2 separate regions of the Rattus norvegicus genome follow, and region 2 is linked to region 1. A link is a contact called in public Hi-C data. All regions are on one chromosome and are shown on one strand. The core of a region is the stretch at or near the end of the contact, and the rest is flanking DNA. Distances in the headings are between cores, read along the strand shown. Region 1 has its middle 11 kb from the start of Tbx1. Region 2 overlaps Gnb1l (G protein subunit beta 1 like).

Region 1 (6,783 bases), core at 2,426-4,925:
ACACATACACACACACAAAAACACACACATACACACACACACACACACACACACACACACACACACACACACACACACACACACACGAGACCAGAAAAGGATGTTGGATCCTCTGGAACCTGGATTACAGTTAGGACGTGCGATTTGGCGCTGGGAACCCAACTCTGATCCTTTGCAGGGTCTCTAACTGCTGAGCGGCTCTCCAGCCCTGTTTGTTCTTGAAATGGTTGTTGAACAATAGGCTGGGGCTGGTGTGTGTGTGTGTGTGTGTGTGTGTGTGTGTGTGTGTGTGTGTGCACAACATACGCTGACACATGTGGGGATTGGAGATTTTCGGGGTTTTTGTTTTTATTTTAAGATGAAATCTTACTGCGTCGCTTGATCTGATGTTGAGCTTCTGGACTTGAGGAACTTCTCAACTCAGGCCCCTAGGAAGCCAGGGCTACAAGGCTCCCATTTCTGGGTCCAACCTGGGATGTTCTATCTTCTTCCTTTCTTTTCTTCCATTGCAACGTTGAAAATCGCCCTTCATGTGATCATACTACACACTGCCAGTTCTGGGCTACCAAGGACAGTTTATGTTCAGTACAAATGAGACCCAGAGTTGGCGGTGTCTTGGCAGACATTGATGAGTCTCTGCTCCTAGGGCAGATGCTGACACTGGGAGCGGAGTTGGACCGGTGTCCTCTAGCTGGTTCTGTTGCTAGGATGCAAATCCAAGAAGGGCCGGAGTCAGGATGATGCCTGTTCCCTTAGCCCCCCATGACTCTGTGTCCTACTGCCCACAGGGAAGGAGGGCTTTCAGGAAGCATACCTTTTCGTGCAAATCTTTAAGAACATTCTTCTCTTGGACCTGAACTGCTTTGATTGACAGGAAGACAGTCTTATGATAGCTTTGCAGGTGTCTACCCTGTCTCGTCTCACCAAACTAAAAACTACTGTCAAAAGCACAGGCAGCAAAAATAGACAGAGGGGATGTCACCAAGCCAGAGACCATTGTACAAATGAGGAGGCCAGAGCAAAACACAGGGCACTTATACTTCTCCATGGAGGGGGCAGAAACCAAAGAGCTCAACAGCAAAACCAAACAGCCACCCAAACCCTCCACTAAGCCTCTGAGAGCCCCTTAGAAGGCTAAGGAGAGGGCTGGGAGCATGGCTCGACGTGTAGGGCATTTCCCTAGCATGCACGAAGCCCCAGGTACCATTTCAAGGACTGCAGTGGAAGCAGGCACAGCAGACACACCTAAAACCCAGCACACAGGAGGTGGGGACAAGGGGAATCAGAGGGTCCAGATCATCATTCTTAGCTACATAGTAAGTTCCACCCCAGCCTGATACACAAGAGATCCTGTCTCAAACAAACAACGAACATGTTGACTACCTCTCAAAAGAGACAAATACATGGCCAGTATCTCTAGCACCAAACACCCAGAATAAAGGTTATGAAGAAAGGTGTCCCTTACATGCTGTCGACCAAAATGAAAAGTAGTTCTAGTTGGGCGTCGATGGAGCATGCTTTTTTTTTTCAATATATAAATCTTTTATTGTCCCCAAAGAGCCCAAATTGTCCTTGTGATCAGGATCTTGTTTCTGGAGCTGGGAAACTGAGGTCTCACTGGTCAGCCTGCTACACGGTTCCCCTTCTCAGATACACAGATGCCATCCCAAAACTTCCTGATAGCCTTGTTTTTAACTGTTGTAGCTTGTTGAATCAGAGCCTGAATTTGAAACAAATTCGATATCATTTCCTTCAAGGATTAATCCATCCTTCTGGGCTTGAGACACAGAACAAGCAGCACCTGTCCTCATCTGAACCCTGCGGATGTATTCTTCACCCAAAAAAAATTTCGGATTTCAACCACAGACCCATTCCCCTGAATAACGACGTTGATAGGGAGGTGAGCATCCACAGACCTCCTCTTGTAACGGAAGCCCAGTGTCACACCCTTGAGCATGTTCTGAACGTGACTGCAGGTGGCCAGTTCCTTTCTGTTGCCCCACCATTTGTTAACACTGTCTTTCCTTTTTCTTTCCAAGGAGACTCAGCTCCACATAGATGTGATTGAAGTCCCTCTGCAGAGTTCCCCTGGGGCCCTTCACAATGACTGTGTGCCCCTTCAGAATGATGTTGACATTTTCTGGAATGTCGACAGTCTGATTGCTGAGAATGATCTTCATTCACGCAGTGGACGGGGCGAAGAGAGTGATGGTGCGAGCTTTTAATCCCAGCACTCGGGAGGCAGAGGCAGGCAGATCTCTGAGTTCAAGGCCAGTCTGATCTGCAGAGTGAGTTCCAGGACAGCCAGGGCTACACAGAGAAACACTGTCTTGGGGGTGAAAAAAAAAGTCTATCCATTAGGGGAAACAATCTGAAGTTTCCTTAAAAAATTAAGAACTAAACTCCCATTTAATTCAGCAGTCTCCAACCAAAGGAAATGAAAGGTGTTGTCTGCGTGTGCGTGTTTATGAAAGTGCTGTCCATGATGGCCCGAACATAGCAACAACCTGAGAATCCACAAATGAGGAGCAGAAAAAGAAAGTGCAGTGGCAGACAACTCCTCCATTAAAAATACTGAGATCCAGCCTGTGCTTGGTAGTGCTTGCCAGCACTTTGGATATGGAGACAAAACAGTCACTAGTCTCATGGTCGTTGCCAGCTACACAGGAAGCTGAAGCACAGCATGCACCTCTGGAGACTGTCTCGTCACACACTGGGCTGGCTGGAGAGAGAGCTCAATCAGTCAAGTGTTTGCTGTGCAAACGTGAAGATCTGAGTTCAGTCCCAACACTCAAAATTAAACAAACAAACAAACAAAAAAAGGCTGCTGGAGAAATGGAGACGGAACCTTTAGAGCTCAGTGACCAGCCAACATATCCTAATTGGCAAGTACCAGGTACTGTGAGAGACCCTGTGTCAAAAAGGGAAGTAGATGGCTCTTGAGAAGCATGCCTGAGGTTGACCTCTGGCACTGACATTCATACACACACACACACACACACACACACACACACACACACACACACACACACACACACAATCTCCTTTTACCAGAGTAGAATGATAGGAAATCAAGGGACAAGCCAGCACAGGAAGACAGATTCTACCTGTTCTCACTCACAGTCTAAATGATTATCATCTAAAGAGTAGAATGCAGGTTGTCGGGACTGGGGGAGTTGAGGGAGAGCTGGGGAGACGCTGACCAGGACATGTGGTTACACTCACACAAGAGAGGGTGAAGGACAGACCTTCAGGGTAGCCAAGTACTTTAGCTCACAAGTCATATTCTTGAAAAATGCCAAAAGAGAGATGTCTAAGTGTCCTAGAAGCACCGTATAACTCTTCAAGGTCATGCCCTTGCTGTCTGCCTCTGACAGTTTCCACAGTGCTCACATATACACCTTGGTGAGCTGGTATTGCACATGAGAAACACGTACAATCTTACCTGCCGACTTAAACAGTAAATCAGTTTGAACGCTCCAAATGTAAATAAAAAAAAAATTAAACTCCAGCTGCCCAGAGCAAATGTTTCGAAAGTAAGTATGCAGTTGCAAAAGCGCCCTGCGAGGTGGGTGTGACGGCCATGCAATTGGCTATGCACAGCTCCAGTGGGAGTGTCATGAGCTACACTGAGGCCTCTCTCTCCTGTGCTGGTTTGAGGGTTCTGGCGCAAGAAGACCCATGGGCTGGTCCTATCTCTACTTGAGCAAAGGGTGACTTTCCCGATCCACAGGCCACACAGTTCCAGCTCCACCTCATAAGAATTGCCTTAACAGGCCTCAGGGGCCACTCACCAAGACACCCAGTTCTTTTGTTACACTCCTCAGATGTGAGCCAGGTCCCTGGCCTTGGTGTTTGGTGGACCTTGAGCTAGCCAGGAAGGAAAAGTGAAAGACTACAAGCAAATGCTGTGTGGGAAGAGCTGTCCTGAAAGTCAGGGAGCAGAGCATGAGAGCCAAGGCCCCTCAGCCACAGGAGTACAAGCCCAAGACCTGCTCATTTGACCATGGTAACAGGTCAGAGAACCTAGAGGGGACTTAGGACCAGGAGTTTAGTCTACATGGGATCCAGGATCAAGGAAAACACAGAAAGTCCACATGGTGTCATCCAGGAGCTCCTGCCTAGACTGCTCCCTGCTGTGGCAGCAAGGAGTGCTCCCTCAGTTTCTCCAGGCGCCCCCTGGCCTTTGGATTAGTGGGCACTGTGGTTGCTCCCAAAAGCCTCAGGGCCTGCTTGTTCCTGGCCAGTATGAGACAACCTGACTCCCGCCCGCCTACACATTATGGCGTGGCTTCTGGTCACTGGGTCCTGGCAGACACCATGAAAAGAGGGGCTGGACCGTCTTCAGGGCTCCAATAGAGGCTCCTGTCCATCTGTCTGTCTTCCTAGGACATCTGGTATAAGGATCGTGCCTCCATGCTGCCTTGACCGTCCCTCCCTACCATCCTGCCAGCTTTATTCATCTCCTTTCAGACTCTGTTTCCCCATCTCTGGGAGGATCCCCTGGGAAAAAGACAACCAACTAAGTGGGGCTGTCCCCTCCATCCTAACCCCAGTGTTGGGCTGGCTGTTGAAGCTTGGGGGGTCCATGCCTGACCAGAGGCCCCTCCCCCTCCATGTGTCAGCCTCACACACATACCCCACACCACCTCAGAGCTTCCACAGTTTAGTGGGGACCCGCATGGGGTAGTGACTTCTACCAAAGCAGAATGGACCCAGACTGCCTTGAAGACCCCTGTGCACGGTTGTGTGACAGGTCCTCCCAGCTGAGAAAATCTTTGTGAGAAAATGTGTGGTAAAGAAGGCAGAAGCAACTTAGCCCAGGGATGATCCAGGGTACTACACTGGCTAGGGAGAAGGCACCACAGACGGCTCTGGCCTGGGGCCCCTGGGCTGTCAGGCCAGTTCCCTGTCCCACAGCTGTCTCAGCTCCCGTCTCCCCCACCCGCCCCAGGATTCCTATTTCACTGAAGAGATTAAGACCACCTGGCAAGAGCCCCCTCCTGATAGCCTGCCCTAACCCCAGCCCCCCCAGCTCTGTAGCCCCTCCCCCAACCCATCTTTCCCACCCCCACATTCCCACAGAGCCACTACACCCTGTCCTGCTGTGGTCCCAACACCACTGCCACCTGATGGCTGCCTTGAGTTACCTCCACATGAAGCCAGGCCATCCCCTGACCATACAAGCCCCAGGCACCTACCAAGATACCTCAGCCCAGGCAGTCACCAGTAGCTGTCCCTGTCATGGATCCTGTTCACTGACTGCCCAGGCTCCTGCCATTCTCAGCAAATGGTTGAGGGGCAGGACCGGCTGGTACTGCCCTGACTTGAGGTGCTGAGCCTGGGTTCAGCCTAGCAGGCCTGGAACCTCAGCCAATTCAGACTCAGGTGAACGCAGGAAGAACCTTACTTAGTTAGCTCTGGGAACCACAGCTCTGGGCTCCCCCATTTGTTTGTTTTTGAGAAATTCCAAGCTAGCTCAGCAAAGCCCCAGAGAAGGGATTTGTCAGGGCCTGGGTGGGGCTGGGACAGCTCTTGGACCTGGGAAATGCAGGCTGTATTGTTACTTAGGGACCAATGGTAATTGAGCAGAGGGTGCCTAACTGGACATTCCTTGGGTGTACTCCTGGGACCCCAGGCCAGACTTGAGCAGTGTGATGCAACCAGTGGTCATCTCAGAGTGCTCAGGGACCAGCTGGGACATAGGAAAGCCCAAGGGTGACATCAGTGGTGACATCAGCAGAGGCAGGAGCTTGATCTGTCTATTTCCTGGGGTCTGTGGCATTGTTTCCAGGTGACAACACAGAGACCAGGGGCCCAGCATAGTATCTACCATGGTGAGCATCTCACCATGGGGTTTTGTCTCACAAGTGAGCCATATCATTCTCATGGCTCCTCTGCTCTAAAAGGACAAGAAGATAGGGCCACTGTCTCAGGGAGTGACATCTTTTCCTTCGGGATAGCATTCCAGGCCTTCCCCACATCTGTATGGGGTGGTACTAGCAGGGCTGGCAGAGCCTGGCCAGCACACTTGCCCCCCACCAGGGAGTCTCTGTATCTCTCACGCTATATCCAAGCCTCTGTTCCCATCGTCCAGAGTGTCATTGGCTCCCCTCGGGCCTGTGACAAAGGGACTCCATGCATCTCGCCCATTGGACTCTTCTGTTCTTTTATCCTCCCTGCTGTGTGACAGCAGCATCCCTGTGCTTGTGAAAGGCTAGACAGCTTAATCTCCAAGCTAGCGGGAGCTTCCTGAGAAAGTAGAGCCAGGGAGAGGGTGGAGATTTGCCTGCACAGGCTCTGGGCACACAGACTCAAGACATCAGACCAAACTTCTGGCCAGAGACCATGCCAGTGGGGAAGTCAGAGTCCTGGAGGCAGAACAAAGCGCGGGGAGGACAGGGGGAGGCAAGAAAAGTGCTTATGAGGAAAAGCTTCACCACAAATATAAGAATTTCTCTAAGCAGTTCAGCTCTGTTGCTGCAATGAGTATGAGGATCTGAATTAACTGCCCGCATCTCAAAAGAAGGTGCAAGTTTAGCTGGGTGTGTGGAAAATGCCTACAACTCCAGCACTCAGGTGTCGGAGTCAGGTACGAGAGTTCAAGGTCACCCTGGCTTCACCATGAGCCCCTGCCTCAAGCAAAACCAAAGTGCTCTCTTTTTGGGGGACTATGAAGATGCTCCGTGTTTAAGAAGACTGGCTGCTCTTGCAGGAAGCCTGGGTTCAAATCCTCGAAACCACATGGCGGCTCACTGCAGCCTGTACGTACGGGAGATCTGA
Region 2 (6,783 bases), core at 1,912-4,411, 77 kb after region 1:
ACTGTCGTTGCATAGAGCATTTTCCTCTCAGGGGTGGACTGCAGATAGTGCCCAGTGTTCAAAACATCAGTGTTAACAGATGGCACCTTAACCCTACTAATCTAGTCCTAACAAATACTGCAAATGCTTTACTGAAAGAAGAAACCTGACTTAAATTAAAAAAATTAATAAGTCCATACTGGCAACTCCAAAAGCAAAAAGCAAAAGAAACATGAAAAAACAAGAGAGCATGGCCTATTCAAATATTACCACTCCAACAGTAATGGTTACCAATGATAATGGCTTAAACATTGGTCCTCAGCAGGTTTGTGGCTTGCTCAGTGGATCTGATGCAAACTTGTTTCCACAGTTCCCAGCATTCAGCTGGTCAACTTTGAGCCCATGAGTTTCCTCAGAGCCCGATTTACAGAAAAACCAAATTGAAATGTGGAAAATAAAAACTTCACTAAGTCAAATAAAAGCTCAGTAAGAAGCCTCACCAGCGTCAGACATGAAGACAAGGAGGAGGAGCTGCGACTTTGAAGACAAAGGCTTTGATGAAGATGTGTGAGTTTAACAAGTGGAGTCTTGAGACCCCATTAAAAGACAAATCCTCTGTGTTACAAGCAGAGAAGACCACACTAAAAACATGGAGGAAGGATGTGCAATACAAGTACACAGTAAGAGACTGGTACACTTACAAAACACCAATAGGGCCAGAAAAGAAATCATATTACAGTTAAAACAGTGATATATATGAAACAAAGAAAGTGCATCAAAGCTACAAGAGAGAAGGGTGAAGTCAATATAAACTTTAGAGCTAAAGCTGACTTTTCCATAAAAATTTAAATCCAAAAGGACTTGTAATGATGTAGCTCAGATTCTAAAAGACCACAGCTGCCAATTCAGACTACCGTAACTATTAAAACCTTGTCTGTCACAATGGACAAAACTAAAATAAAAGAGTTTTGGATTGGTTTGTTTTACCACGTAAGCTCTGGCTGGGCCTGTAACTCATTTTGTAGACCAAGCTGGCCTCGAACTCAGGGAGATCCACCTGCCTTTGACTCCTGAGTACTGGGACTAAAGGTATGCACTATTTTAAGAAAGAAAAACTTGCCGTGACAAAAGCAGTATTAAAGCATTATGACCATTAAGCCGGCTCTGAAGAGGATGCTGTAAGGAACTCTGGAGATTGAAGAGAATGGTGACCACCTGCAAGAGTCTACAGAATGAAAGTAACAATGTTACAACTATAAGGCAACCAAACAAGGCTTTGGAAAACAGCATATAGTACGAAGCCAGACAAAAGAACAAGAATTAAACACTCCTTTCAATAACTAACCATTAATGATCTTGATTCCCAATCAAAAGACACAGACTAACAAACTGGATTGAAACAAAATGGATCCATCCATTTGTTGTCTCCGAGAAACGCTGCACCTGAACACACAAAGATGGAAAGAAAAGCAACAGAGCTAGGAAACAAGCAGGGTCCTCATTCATTTTCTGCTTTTTCTTTTAATTTTATTTTTAAATAGTCTTTACAATTTATTTTGGTCACATCTTTCCCCTCCCCCAATTTCAATCTCAATCTCTCTCTCTCTCTCTCTCATTTTCTTTTCCTTTCCTTTTCATTTTTTATTTTTTCTTTTCTTTTCTCATTTCTTTCCTTTCTTTCTTTCCTTCTTTCTTTCTTTTTTTGGGGGGGACAGATCTCTCTGTGTCGTTTAGGCTGTGTTGGAACTCGCTCTGTAGACCAGGCTATCCTTGAACTCAGATCTTCTACCTGTCTCTGCCTCCCAAGTGCTAGGATTAAACTTGAGAGCAAACACTACCCAGTGAATTTCATATTCTTTTTCTCTTACAAAAACAAAAAACCTTAAGCAAAATTCAAAAGTAATTACATACAAACAAAACAACAAAAACACACAGAGTCTGCTTTATGTTGGCCAAGCATTTTAGAGCACGAGCCCTCCCTGTAGTGTGGCTGACATACCCAGTGTCACTCCACTAAAGAAAACTCATCTTCCCTCCCCAGCTGGTATCAACTGCAAACAGCTTCTTGGCTATATCTGGAGCTTGTGCCTGCTTTCCCTTCTTGGTGCTGGGATTCTAGTTGCTCTGTGCAGGTCTTGTACATGCTGTCACGGTTTCTTTAAGTTTATAACAGACATCAGCCCCGCTGTGTTTGGAAAACGCTGTTTCCTTGGAGTCTACTTCCACTTGTGCCTCTTTCCACCTCCTTCTCTGCACAGATCCCTGAGCTCTGAGGGCAGGGCTCATATAAAGACATCCCCTTTAAGGTTAAGAGCTTCAAAGTCTCTTACCCTCTGCATGTTGCCTAGTTGTGAGTCTGTGTTAATTATCTACTGCACGGAGATGCCTCTCTGCTGAGGGGTCAGTGAGCATCACTGTCCTATTAGCTGACAAACTCCAAGCCTAGTCAAGAGAGGTAAAGGGCACTTCACAAGTGATGAAGGGAATAACTCATCAGGACACTAAGACTGGGCGTGCTGACACAGGTCTTTAATCCCACAACTAGGGAGGTGGAAGCAGGAGAATCTCAGTGAGTTCAAGGCCAGCCTAGTCTATGGATCAAGTTCCAGGACTGCCAGAGCTACACAGAGACCCTGTCACAGAAGGGGGAAAAAAAGGGACATTATAATTTTAAACATATAATCATTGAACAGAGGTGAACCTAATTTTATACAATAAATAGTACTAAATATAACAAAGTAAGGTAATGAATTAAGCTTAGCACAGTAACTTCAGTAGTACACTCTGACCAGTATATAATTCATCCCAACAACAACAAAGAAAAAGAAAGAAAGTTCAAAAAGACTTAAGCAGACATCTACATAACAGTCTATCCAAACACTGTACACTACGTTCTCAGTACACGTTCTTCTCAGCAGCCCATGGGACTTCCTCTAAAACAGATCATCTAAAATATATCAAGACTCAACAATACAGGAAAAGTGAAACAACGTCTTATATCTGACCACAATGAAATAAACATAGAAAGAAAGCCACTGCTCTTAAAAAAAAAAAAGAAATAAACATAGAAATCAATAAGAGAAACTACAGGAAATCAGCAAACTCTGGAGGCTGAAGTACACACTGTTGAATGGCCAATGGTCACTGAGGCAATCAGAAGCAAGCTTACACGTCCTGAAATGAACGGAAATGAAAAGGTAACACGAGGTAACCATGAGAACAGTCCTACCAGAGCATGCTGTAACTGTAAGTGCCTACACTAAAAAACAAACAAACAAAAAACAAAACAGAGACTGCAAATAAATAACTTAATGGCGTCTCTCAGGACCTCGGAAAACAAGAACAAACCAAACCCAGAAGCAGGAGACAGAAATAATCACAGCCAGGGTAAAGTAAATGAAAGGAAAGAAGACAAGGACAAACCCACTCCAAGAGTCCATCCATCAGCCAACGCTTTGAAAAGGTGAATGAAAGCAGCAAGCCCTTAGCTAAACTAATCAACGACAGGGAGGGGAGAGCCTGCCTCACCCAAACCAACAAACGCAGAGACTAAAGGGAGACAGCACAGCTGATGCCAACCAAGGAAATCATAATGGGCAGACATTAAAACTTCCATTTCCCTACACTCTGAGCAAAGTTAAACCCAGAAAAGATAAATAATGGAAAAATATCTGTAACAAACAATAAGACTGAAACATTAATTTAAAAAATCTCCCAACTTAAAAAGGTCTAGGCTAAAAAGGATTCACTATGGGGCTGGAGAGATGGCTCAGTGGTTAAGAGCACTGGCTGCTCTTCCAGAGGTCCTGAGTTCAAATCCCAGCAACCACATGGTGGCTCACAACCATCTGTAATGAGATCTGATGCCCTCTTCTGGTGCATCTGAAGACAACTACAGTGTACTTATATATAATAAATAAATAAATCTTTAAAAAAAAAAAAAGGATTCACTACAGAATTTTTCATGACCTTTATTTAAAAACAAACAACTAAAACCAATCTTTCTCCAGTTATCCCCTAATAGTGAAGGAAGAATACTTTCAAATTCATCTTACAACAAGCCTTTGACGCCAGGGAGACGGCAACACAACAACTACAAAAACAAAGAAAGCGACAGACAACTTGCCAGATAAACACAGATGTGGGCATTCTCAGTGAGTCCCTTGAAAACAAACTCAGGAAAACAACCAAATTGTTTGGCCGGGTGTAGTGGCACACTCCTTTAATGCGAGCACTCAAGAGGCAGAAGCAGGTGGATCTCTGTGAGTTCAGGACCAGCCTGGTCTACATAGTGAGTTCCAGGATAGTCAGGGTTACACAGGGAAACCCTGTCTAGGAAAACCATTAAAAAATAAAATAAAAAATCCACTCGCAGCACTGAAGATACTATGAATGGAGCGAGCATACCTCAACACAATAAATATACATGATAAACAAAGCCAACATCGTGGTATAATGGAGGGACAAAGTGAAGACATCCAATCTCTCCATTCCCGTTCAATATGGTACTTGAAGTCTTAGCTAGAGCAACAGGACGAGAGAAGAAAATGAAGGGGATACAAATAGCAAAGGAAAGCCAACGTCTCCATCTGTGCAGACGATAGACATGATCTGTACACTCTGAGTAAACACGAGCACACGAAGCCCATGGCTGGTCAAGAAGCTCAGGCAGCAGGGGCTGGCTCTCAGCAGGGTTTCCGCTCCCTGAGTGCTGTGTGGACTTAAAGCCTTTTCATAGTTTCCCAGAGCTCAGTTGGTCAAGGCTTAGCCTGAGTTTCACAAGAGTGTGAGTCATGGAAAACCTGAAGGCAAACTGAACTAAAACGTGGGGTCTCCGTCCTACCACAAAGATGCTTCCTGGTCCATGTTTATGGCTGCTCTAGAGACAAAAGATAGGAAATGAAATCGGTCTAGATGTTCACCCATCGATGAATGGTTAATAAAATGTGTTATATATTCAAAGAAAATTTATTTGTAAAGAAAATGAGATTATGAAATTTTCAGGAAAATGGAGTTAGGAATTATTGTATTAAGTGAAGTAACTGCCTCACAGGTTTCTCTTACAGAAACCCTACTTCTAAATCCTATATATGCAAATTTCTGCGGGAGTGAGTATACACAGAGATCAGGAGGCCAGAAGGAAGCCTGAGAGGGAAAGGCTTTGAGGGAGAACGGTGTACAATTCATGTGGCTATGAAAGTAGAAGGGACGTTCTTGGGGGAAGAAAGGTTTAAGGAGGGAACAGGCAGGAAGCTGAAGGGAGAGGGAGCAGAAGGGGGGGTCATCCACACTAAGGATAGATGAAAAAGTCATAAGGACATGCGATAGCTCAGAAAGCAAAATTTTAAATATAGAGATGACTCAGGACGGGACTGGTGTCACAGACTTCAATCCCAATACTCAGGAGGCAGAGGCAGGTGGATCTCTGTGTAGACCAAGGCCAGCCTGGCCTACAAATTCAGTTCCAGGACAGCCATGACTACACATAGAAATCTTGTCTCAAAAAAACAAAAAAACCCAACCAAACAAAAGAGAGATGGCTCAACAGAGTAAGGGCCCTTGCTGCCAAGTGACATCCAAGTTCAGCTCCTGGAACCCACATGGTGAATGGCCAGACCCCATGAGTGATCCTCGGAACCACATCACCCTCACACATGCCATAGCACGAGCATGCTACAACTTCCACACAAAACACATGAGTGAGTGAAGATGGGGGGAGGTACTCTGCACAGGCAGAAACAGCTGCTCCCCACAGCCATGCGTTATTAAATGCCAGGGGTGAGCTGTTGCCATACAAGCTGTTGGTCAGGGAAGCCCTCTGGGTCCTCAAAACAACACAGGCAGTTGTCATTGTGAATGCCTACCTACCAGAACTAGATGGTGTCTCAGTCGCTGTTCTATTGCTGTGAAGAGACACTATGACCAAGGCAACTTTTGTAAAGAAAGCATTTAGTTGGGGCCTTGCTTACAGTTTCAGAGTTTAGTCCATTATCACCATGGTGGGGAGTACGGTAGCATGCAGGCAGACATGGTGGGGAGAAGTACCCAAGAATTACCCATCCTGATCCACTGACAACGACTGAGACTGGGACTGGCCTGGGCTTTAGAGACCTCAACCTGCCCCACCCCCTAGCCCCCAGTGACACACTTCCTAATCCTTTGAATCCTTTCTAAGAGTTCTACTCCCTGTGACTAAGCACTCAATCACGTGAGCCTCTGAAGGCCGTTCATTTTGCTTGTTTTTTGCAGTTATTGTTTGTTTTTCAAGACAATGATTCTATGTGTAGCTCTGGTTGTCCTGGAACTCTTGCTGTAGACCAGGCCGGACTTAAACTCAGAGATCCACTTGTCTCTGCCTCTTGAGTCCTGTGCTTAAAGGCATGTGCCACCGTGTCTGGTTCTAGCAGTCATTCTCATGCAAACTATGACAGATGATAGGGCCCTGTGGTAGTTGAATAAGAATGCCCCCCCACAGACTAATATGTTTGAATGCTTGGCTCATAGGGCGTGGCATTATTAGGAGGTATGGCCTTGTTGGAGAACACAGGTGAAAGGCTAAGGCAGACTCATGAAGGAACGTTTAGCTGAAGCACACACAGGAGAAAGGATGTTCTGCTAAAGCAAGCATGTGAAAGGACACATGAAGGATTTTTTGCTAACAACACACATGTATTGGTCTGCCTTACACTGCATAGCTAGCTGCATTTGTTGGGACTCTAGAGAGAAACGCACCAAAAACCTTCAGGTGGTGTGCTGCAGTTTCTTGCCACTTCTGCAGACTTGGACTGGTTGGCAGAGTGATGT

What was found. Hi-C and Micro-C count contacts between places; a contact is called where the count stands out from the background.
Region 2: a contact with region 1 is called in a Hi-C map of hepatocytes, with 1.5 times the contacts expected there. The contact joins two enhancer-like sites. A contact is called at or near these places in 2 of 12 Hi-C or Micro-C datasets (the Rat2 cell line and hepatocytes).

The regions. Positions count from the first base shown.
Region 1 is chr11:95,903,001-95,909,783 of GRCr8, forward strand. No RefSeq gene overlaps it. Among named protein-coding and RNA genes, the nearest start is that of Tbx1, 11 kb to the right of the region's middle. Within about 2 kb of position 3,676, at least 5 of the 93 cell types and tissues checked have an H3K27ac peak or open chromatin away from gene starts, as enhancers often do. A contact at or near this core is called in hepatocytes, where this site is marked.
Region 2 is chr11:95,980,205-95,986,987 of GRCr8, forward strand. All of the region lies in intron 2 of Gnb1l (G protein subunit beta 1 like), which reads right to left. Among named protein-coding and RNA genes, the nearest start is that of Gnb1l, 28 kb to the right of the region's middle. Within about 2 kb of position 3,162, at least 1 of the 93 cell types and tissues checked has an H3K27ac peak or open chromatin away from gene starts, as enhancers often do. A contact at or near this core is called in hepatocytes, where this site is marked.